3 separate regions of the Mus musculus genome follow, and regions 2 and 3 are each linked to region 1. The links are chromatin contacts, called in public Hi-C and promoter capture Hi-C maps. All regions are on one chromosome and are shown on one strand. The core of a region is the stretch at or near the end of the contact, and the rest is flanking DNA. Distances in the headings are between cores, read along the strand shown.

Region 1 (2,700 bases), core at 191-2,690:
GTATGGTCACCACTGAGCTGATTCTATTCACAAAGCACGATTCTAGCTGCTTTGTGCTAACATATTTACATATATACTCAGTTACAGTCTAATATGAACATGTTAGATAAAATTGGGACCTAACATGAGATAAACTTATGAAACAAACTTATTTTCATGGGTTACAGGGGCAGCAAAGAGGACTAATTCGCCCAAGGTCACAGGACTAGAAAGTGACAAAGGAAGATGTAATTTTCAGGTGGCCCATAAGAAAGCTCAAACACCACTGGCAACAGGGATCTTGCACCTTGCAATTTCAAGGAACATTTTAGTGGAAGGAGATCTTAAGTTCCTTTCTTACGGGCTGTGTCAACTGCAACATGACCTTGAGGGCAAAAACCAAAGTAAACTTGACTTAAGAAAATGAAACAGTATCCATATTAACAAGTGCTCTGATGCAAGGAAACCTTCTAAGTGTCCCCTCCCCCAAGCCAAAGCAAAACATAAACAAAGCTCTGGCCCATTCTAAAGAGACCACAGCAGGTAGGCGGCAAATGACAGTAGGACATGCGGTGGAGAAGTACAGACACAGAGCTACCGAGACCACTCATTCTGTCCCACCTACAACTTCAAGTCCAAGTTCTAATGAAAGACAACGGGACTGGGGAGAAAAAGACCTCCAAGTTAACAGTGAGCCGAGCTTTAAAAGCGAGGTGCTTGAAGCCACAAGAAGGGTAACTCCTCACTTCAGCTCCAAAACACCAGGGAATCTCCAATGCCCGCGTCTGTATAAAAGAGAGACTCAACGGCGGAGGATGAAGATTCACTGCGATGGCCCCGAGAGACTCGGAACTGGTTTTTGTGTGTTCCGATGACTCTGCTAATGCCCAGAAACCCACACAACTTGTTTCTCAGAGGACAAGAGTCCAACAAAAGCCTTCGCGAAGCTCTCCAGCGAGTTGACAAGCTCCAGGAGATCCCGAGAAGTCGCTGTGAAGGCCCGGGCGCGGGAGCCGGGGAGCTCGCCCAGGACCCCCGACTTGGCTCGGGGCGCGCCTCGCCTCGCCTGGGCTCCCGCCGAGCCAAGCCCAGAGTCACCTCGGCGTCCAAAGTTCGCAGTCGGCTCGGCTGACTGCCAACGCTCGGCCCGGCTGACAGGAGCGGGCGGCCCGGTCCTGGCCAGGACTGGACGCCGCCTCCCGGGCCGCCGAAGCTGCCGATTCCGGGGGGGAGGGGAAAGGGGCCGGGACGCTCCCTCCCCACGCCGCCGGGACCGGACCACCGCCACGATCGGTCGGCCGCTTGCCCGCGCGACCCGCACACTCCGCGCCACCGCCCCCTCCCCTGAGTTACCTGGAGGCGCCCAAGACCCGCAGTTAGTCGCGCTCAGGCGGGAAAAAGGTTCACCGACACCATCAGCGAAGCGCCCAAAATGGCGGACGTATCAAGCAGGCCTTGAGTTACCCCCGCCCTCCCTCCGGCCGCCCCGCAGCCAATCACAGGATAGACCCCGCCCCTTCACACGGATCATTGGCTTGTCTCTCCCGCCCCCCACAACCTATTGGACCGCCCAGCGGTTCCCTCGACTCCACTTCGATTGGCTTTGAGGTCTTGTCAGTCAAACGCGAGAGGCGCATTCTTTTTCCCATGGTCTTGACGGATCCGGAACCTCTAGACCCCGGAGTCTGAGAAACAAGTCAGAAATTGGGAGAAGCTTAGGCTGGGTCCCTCTGCCCCGTAGCAACAGCGGGGCCTCGCGTGACAGACGCTTGGGACCACCAATCCGCATAGTCAATGTAGTTTAAAACAAATGAACCAAACCAATCCCGGCTGTGTAGCTCCGGATGCGAAGAAGCCAATGGGGTAACACAATGACAGCAGGCGGTGGGGTAACGGCCGCGGGGGACGAGGGGGGGGGGAAAACCGGTGATGACGTGAGTCACAATACAACCTGCGACGGAAGTTAATTATAGCTGGGGAATTAGCTCAAATGGTAGAGCGCTCGCTTAGCATGTGAGAGGTAGCGGGATCGATGCCCGCATTCTCCATAGCATAGTTTTATCGAAGACCTTCAATTAAATTACTTCAGACAAAGTAGAGTGGCATCCCTGAAAATGGGGTCAAAATGTAAGGTTTCTTAATACAAAGGAAACCAGGCTGTATCTTTTGTCACAGAGAAGAATTTTACACATGAATTTCTTCCAACTGCTAGTGTCCTATACGTATAGTACTACACATTTACCTTGCCCCAGAACTGGGGTCCTGGACATCAGGGTCCCTACTCTCAAGTCTTGCACTTAACCACTGTCATGGCTAATCCTGGTTTTTAATTCTCCTGGGGCTGTCTAAAAAGGTGAAACTGAGCTGACCACAAGCATTCTCTACCTCCTGGCTGGTTGTGATGTGATGTGATGTGATGTGACGGGCAGACTCCCACACCTGCTCCCTTGACTTCCCTGCCATATTGGCCTCGACCTGTGAGACAAAATGAACCTTTTCTCCCTAAAGTTGCTGTTGTCAGAATATTTTATCACAGCAACAGGAAAAGATACCAAGGTGCTCCCCTTGGGTCCCTATGAATAATCTGCCTGGTTCAGTGTGGACAGGACCATAAGTTCAGGCACGCTGCAGCTGGCCACCATAGTCAACAAAGTCTCTGAGTCTTGGAAGTCTTTCATGAAGCAGGCCTTCCCATGCCATCTGGAAAGCAAGTGACCAAGG
Region 2 (2,700 bases), core at 37-2,536, 3.8 Mb after region 1:
GGAAAGGTGACGAGGGTGGAGCTGGTGGGTTGCAAGCAACAGGGAGAGCCCAATTTGGAACGGGAAAGGAGGATAGAAAAAGCTGGGGAAGTGAAAGGGGAAAGGGACCGAGAACACACTCCCGAGACACGGACTCTTGAGGGAGAAAACCGAGGATTGTGAGAGCCGGTGCGGGTAGAGAGGGTACAAAGCTAGAGAGATGCAGAAAGAGGTGGGCAACAATCCGCGGCAAATCGCGGGGTATTATTCGAGGAGCAGGAAGGTGGCTGCTTTAAGCGTGGGTGGAGGAAGACCAGAAAGGCCCCTGAGAGAAAAGGGAAGAGAGGGGGAAGCTGGGGAGATAGCACGGAAGAGCGCAGGAGGGCGGTGAGAGGCGAGGGGCGTTTGGCAGAAATACAAGTGTGCAGTTCAGTCAGGACGACGTGGGTCCCAGGTCAGGATTCGGAAGAGGGATGTGAAGGGCTGGAACCCAGGGCCAGATGACAGCCTAGGCTTGTAGAAGAAAGCAGGAGCACGAGGAGAACTGAGGGAGGGAGCCTCCGTAAGGTGCAGGGGCCCAGTCACAGAATTAGGGGAGCCCTGAGGGCTCCTTACCTGCTCCGTGTCCCTTTCGTTCAGCGTGGGTAGGGGGGTCCGAGCGCTGGACATGGCGCCGGTATCTCAGGGGAGGGAATGGAGAAGCTTGGAGGAAGATAGGGAAGGGAAGGCTAGGAGCCCGGCCGGGCGGGGCTTCTCACAGCAGGAGCACCCGCTGCATGGGCCCCGGCCGGGGGTGCGGGGAGGCCGGGCGATGGCTCACGCCAGCCCGGTGATGCACCGCTCGGGCTAGGCCTCGCCGGCTCCGAGCGGCTCCGGACCGCACCCCCCCCCCCGACCCCCGGCTGGGTTGTGCCGCCTTTCGGCCCGGCCGCGCCGCTCCGCCTACTCTCAACCGCCGCAGCCGGCCGCCTGCCTCGCTCCTCCCCTGCCCTCAGCCGCACTGCTCCGCGCCCGACACACAGGCAGCCGCCGCCGGACCTGCTGCTCCCAACATGGCCGCCACCACCGCCAGCCCTCGGCTCTTTCCGCCGGCAAGAGCCGGAAACATCCGAAACAACTAGGAACGGGAGGGGGAAGAGCCTTTTCCTCTCGGCCCAGACGATGGGTGAATTCCGGAAACTACCGAAGAAGGTAATCCCCGGGGACGCGCGCACCTCCTAGATTCCGAAGACCGAGGTTCGGCTCTGTTTACGGAAATCCACGAAGAGACTCCCCGCACCTCCAGAGCCAACCAGCAGCCACGCCTACCGGCCTTTCTCCGCCCACTTGGAGCAAGCTTTCGGCAGTTTCCGGAAACAGCCGAAGAGGCTCCGCGTGTGCTAAACCGGCCACGCCCCCGTTCCGTCGCTCGGCCGAGAGCGGTAGTCAGCCATTTCCGGCAACACCCGAGAGCTGCCGAGGCTAAGAATCTATCTCTTCGTTTCTTTCCGTCAGTTTTCGGTTATTTTCAAACCTTGAACAGGCGTGGGTCACCTGTACCTGTTGTTTGACTTAGAAAATACCGCTATTAGCTGTTCCTACAACTGATGTCCTTTGAGCCTAACGCCAACTTCCCATCCGCATGTTTAGCTCATAAAACCCACTTTATCGCTCAACCTTGCTATCAACGTGTGAGTCAACTGCCAAGTGTAGTGTCATCCTATTGCCTGTCTCCTGCTTTGCACACCCGCCCATCTTGCGACTATCTTGGCTTCTAGAAGTCTATGTCAGCCTTATATTGAGTCAGTCCCCTCATTCCTCTGTAAAGCCTGGGACAGACACCAGGTCGGACAGGCACTGGGTCAGCGTCCTTGAAACTTAACACACCTTTAAGGTACAGTATTTTTTTCAGTATTGAGAAAAATGCTTGCGTGATCTTGGCATGGAATCACATAACAAAGGCCAGCAAAATAACTCAGTTTGATCCATGGGGATCCACATAGTGAAAGGGGAGAACCAAGTCTAAAACATTGTTCCATGAGCATGCTACCCTATACACTAAATAAAAATGTAATTATATATGTATATATGTGTGTGTGTATAATATATATACATATGTATGTATATGTATATATATAAAATGAGTTGGAGAGATGGTTCAGAAGTCAAGAGGAAGGACTGGTTGCTCTCCCAGAGGACTGAGGTTTAGTACCCAGCACCCATATGGTGGTTAACAACTGTCTAACTAGTTCTAGGTGGTTTGACACCTTCTGGCTTCCACTAGGTTGCACAGACGTACATACAGGCTAAACACTCATATACACAAAAGTTAAATAGATAAATACTACAACATAGGTCAGAATGCTGGCTCATTCAGAGCCTGTACTATTTTCCAGAGAATCTGGTCAGGTCCCAGCATCCACATCAGATGGCTCCCTACCCCTTGTAACTTCAATTCCAGGGGAAATGATGCCCTCTGGCCTCTACCAGCACCCGCATGCCAGTGATACACATAAACCCATAAAAGCACAAACATAGGCACATACAAATAAATATTTCTTTAAATTACACATAACATTTCCTTTCTGCTGTTAGTTTCGATTCTATGACACAGTTTCCCACTGTAGACCAGACTGACCAAGAACTCCTGGAGCTGCCTCTGCTTCCCAAGGGCTGGGATTAAAGGTGTGCACCAACCACCCTGTCCATCCAAGTTTTTGTTGTTCTTTTGTTTTTGCTTTT
Region 3 (2,700 bases), core at 12-2,511, 3.9 Mb after region 1:
AAAGGGGCTCAAAGAGGGGTTAAAGAAGTGTAAACAGGATTTCTTTAGGTAGGCTACGAATAATTTTTACCTCATAACCTTTGGCATAATTGCTCAGGAAGTAAAGATAGCTGAAAGGCTTGGCAGGGTGTAGAGATAGAGGGAAGTTCAGGGTAGGCCGAAGGAATAAAGAAAACATTTGCTGAATGAACGAAACAATGGTGAGGAAAAATCAAGTCACTGGGGTGACACTACCTCCATCTATAGGATTTGTTAGAAAACAGTATTTAGTTGTGGCAAATTGTATTTTCACAATATGTCAAGTATGAATAAAAGCATTTCCCAACAACTTCCTTTTGTAAAGTAACTTTGAATCACGGTCCTAGAAGTCTAAAGTTTACAAAAGGTGGGTCATGGCTCAGAATAGTCTGAGGTCGCGCGAAAATGAGACAGAGACTCACTATGTAGTTCAGGAAGGTATTGAACACCTGATCCTCCTCTCCTGGTCTCCAGTACTGGGATTACCAGCGTGCCACCCGGAGCCTGACTTAGTAAGGTCTTACTTTAGCTTTTTGTTTGTTTGTTTTGTTTTGTTTTTTTGTTTTTCGAGACAGGGTTTCTCTGTGTATCCCTGGCTGTCCAGGAACTCACTTTGTAGACCAGGCTGGCCTCGAACTCAGAAATCCTCCTGCCTCTGCCTCCCAAGTGCTGGGATTAAAGGCGTGCGCCACCACGACCGGCGTTACTTTAGCTTTTAGTAAGCCTTGGTCAGATCAGAGATTAGGGGTGATGGTGATGATAATGAAGTCACGATGGTCTGTCCTTGTGAAGTCAAAGTCGAAGCGTTCGCGTCATCATGTTAATTCTTTCATACCACCACCTGTAGTCCTGGCCAGCGAGGAACACCAGAGCCCAGCACGCGGGCCGGGTGGGGGCTCCCGGCGGGAACCGGGTGGCCAAAGCCCGGCCCTGGTCCCCGGGTTAGGCGCCGGGCAGGGTCTTCCGAGAGCCCTCCTCATTTTTTTCCCTTTGCAAGGCCTAATGGGAGTTGTAGTTCAGCGGTAGGAAGACCCACTCGGCCCAGTCCTGTCCTCCGTTTCCTCTACGCCCCGGATGAGGGCGAACACCCGGGTCAGAGGGGCCGGGCCCAAGAAAACGCCGAACTACAATTCCCGATGGACCCGACATTCCAGTACGCAGTCACAGGTACCCGCGGCACGATCCCCGCTCCGGCGCACGCGCACCGAACGGTGGCGGGACTCGGCCGCGTGCGCTTTCCCGCCCTCGTCACGCCCTGCGCCATCGGCAGGGCTGTCTCCTGAGCTGTAGGCTTTCTCCGCGCGCCCCTCCTTCTCGGTTTCTCCCCAAGTCCAGGCTCCGCCTGTTTCCCTCCTCCAGGGCAGCCTCAACCCGCTCCTGTCTTCTCTGCCTCTGCTACTTCTGCTGAAGGAGGAGGCTCCATGTTGTCCCCTCAGCGAACTGCAGCGGTGGCATCGAGAGGAGCAGGTGAGGCGTCCAATTTTCCCGGGACCCGGTCCGTGGTTACCCACGCTGCCTCCCAGTGCTTCGGCTCCGAGGTGACAAGCCGTCCCTGCCGCCGCCTTTTTTGGTGTGGCGACGGGAGGCCGCACCGCCGGGTGTCTCGGCTCGGAATTCAGGGCCGGGGCTCCTGGAGCGGGGAACGTTCCCAGTCTCCGCCGGGAGCCCGCGGCCTCCTGCGGCCTGGTGTTCTGGCCCGTCGAGCTCCGCCCTGTGCTGGGCAGGGCGTGCCGGGCGGTGGCGCGCTCCGGGTCGGGAAGCGAGGTTGGCGGTCCGTCTTAACGGGCCGGGATCGGCGGAAGGCTTTATTGTTGAGCCTTAAAGTGCTGGAATGCTGCGGTGCAGCCTTGGAGTTGAAAGGTTTTATTTTAAACGAAAAGACCTTGAGATACTGACAAGTATTAGTAAAGTTCGTTTTCCACCCGCGCTTATCTCCATGTTTGGTGATAAAAGAATTGGCCTAAATTTGGTTGTTTTGTTTTGCAAGTTTTTTGTTTTGTTTTTTTTTTTTTTAAAGTAAGTTTGGTTCCTTTGGCTTTGCCGGAGACATAAAATGAGGTGGTAAAAGTACTAAATGAAAACCAAATAGTCCCTCCGTAAATTCATGGATGCAGTTTCGCCTGTCATTTTACCTGGCACTGTGCTTGTTTAATGGGTATGGCCCTGAAATGATTGCAAGTTTCAGTTGCGAAATCTAAAGGAAAAAAAAAAGAAGAGTCAACAGTAGTGTTTGAAGAATTTTTTAGCAAACCCCAGTCTTCAAATTTGAGTACGAAGTGGAATGTTTTGCAAAAGGTGAAGAAAAAAAAAAAAAAAAAAAAAAAAACCCCTAGCAGTCTAAAACGTCATGGTTCTCAGTTTTGTTTTGGAGAAGTGGAGTTAAGTAAAACCTACGTTAAGGATTTGTACTCTATGTCAGTATTCAGCTTACATACAAACTGCAACATCAAATGAGGGCTGTTTTGCTTCCTACGAAAACCAGCTTGTATTCTAGAAATTCCTGTGCAGCTTTTACATGCGTGAGGGGATGTATGGGTGAAAAACATTTTCACCTAGTGAAGCATAAGGCCAATACCAACATTGTTTTATTTTCGGTAGTTTACTGTCTTTTGTAATAGTCATAACCATAAGAAAAACAGTTGAGGGGTGGTGGTGGCGCACGCCTTTAATCCCTGCTCTTGG

What was found. Promoter capture Hi-C pulls out the DNA fragments that hold promoters and counts their contacts. A called contact is a pair of places that touch in the nucleus more often than the background predicts.
Region 2: a promoter capture Hi-C map of pre-B cells shows a contact between it and region 1, with 2.5 times the contacts expected there. A contact is called at or near these places in 2 of 39 promoter capture datasets (cranial neural crest and pre-B cells).
Region 3: a contact with region 1 is called in a Hi-C map of B cells, with 6 read pairs. A contact is called at or near these places in 2 of 484 Hi-C or Micro-C datasets (B cells and CD4 T cells).

Annotation. Positions count from the first base shown.
Region 1 is chr19:3,574,309-3,577,008 of GRCm38.p6, forward strand. Ppp6r3 (protein phosphatase 6, regulatory subunit 3) reads right to left here and starts at 1,441. Exons shown (of 24, transcript NM_028999.1): 1 at 1,333-1,441. n-TAagc9 (a tRNA gene) reads left to right here and starts at 1,955; the gene lies at 1,955-2,027.
Region 2 is chr19:7,340,574-7,343,273 of GRCm38.p6, forward strand. Mark2 (MAP/microtubule affinity regulating kinase 2) reads right to left here and starts at 1,287. Exons shown (of 18, transcript NM_007928.3): 1 at 595-1,287. The coding sequence starts at 648.
Region 3 is chr19:7,493,177-7,495,876 of GRCm38.p6, forward strand. It overlaps Atl3 (atlastin GTPase 3), which reads left to right and starts at 1,262. Exons shown (of 13, transcript NM_146091.4): 1 at 1,262-1,485. The coding sequence starts at 1,440. It overlaps Gm52401 (a long non-coding RNA gene), which reads right to left and starts at 618. Exons shown (of 2, transcript XR_003952920.1): 1 at 441-618.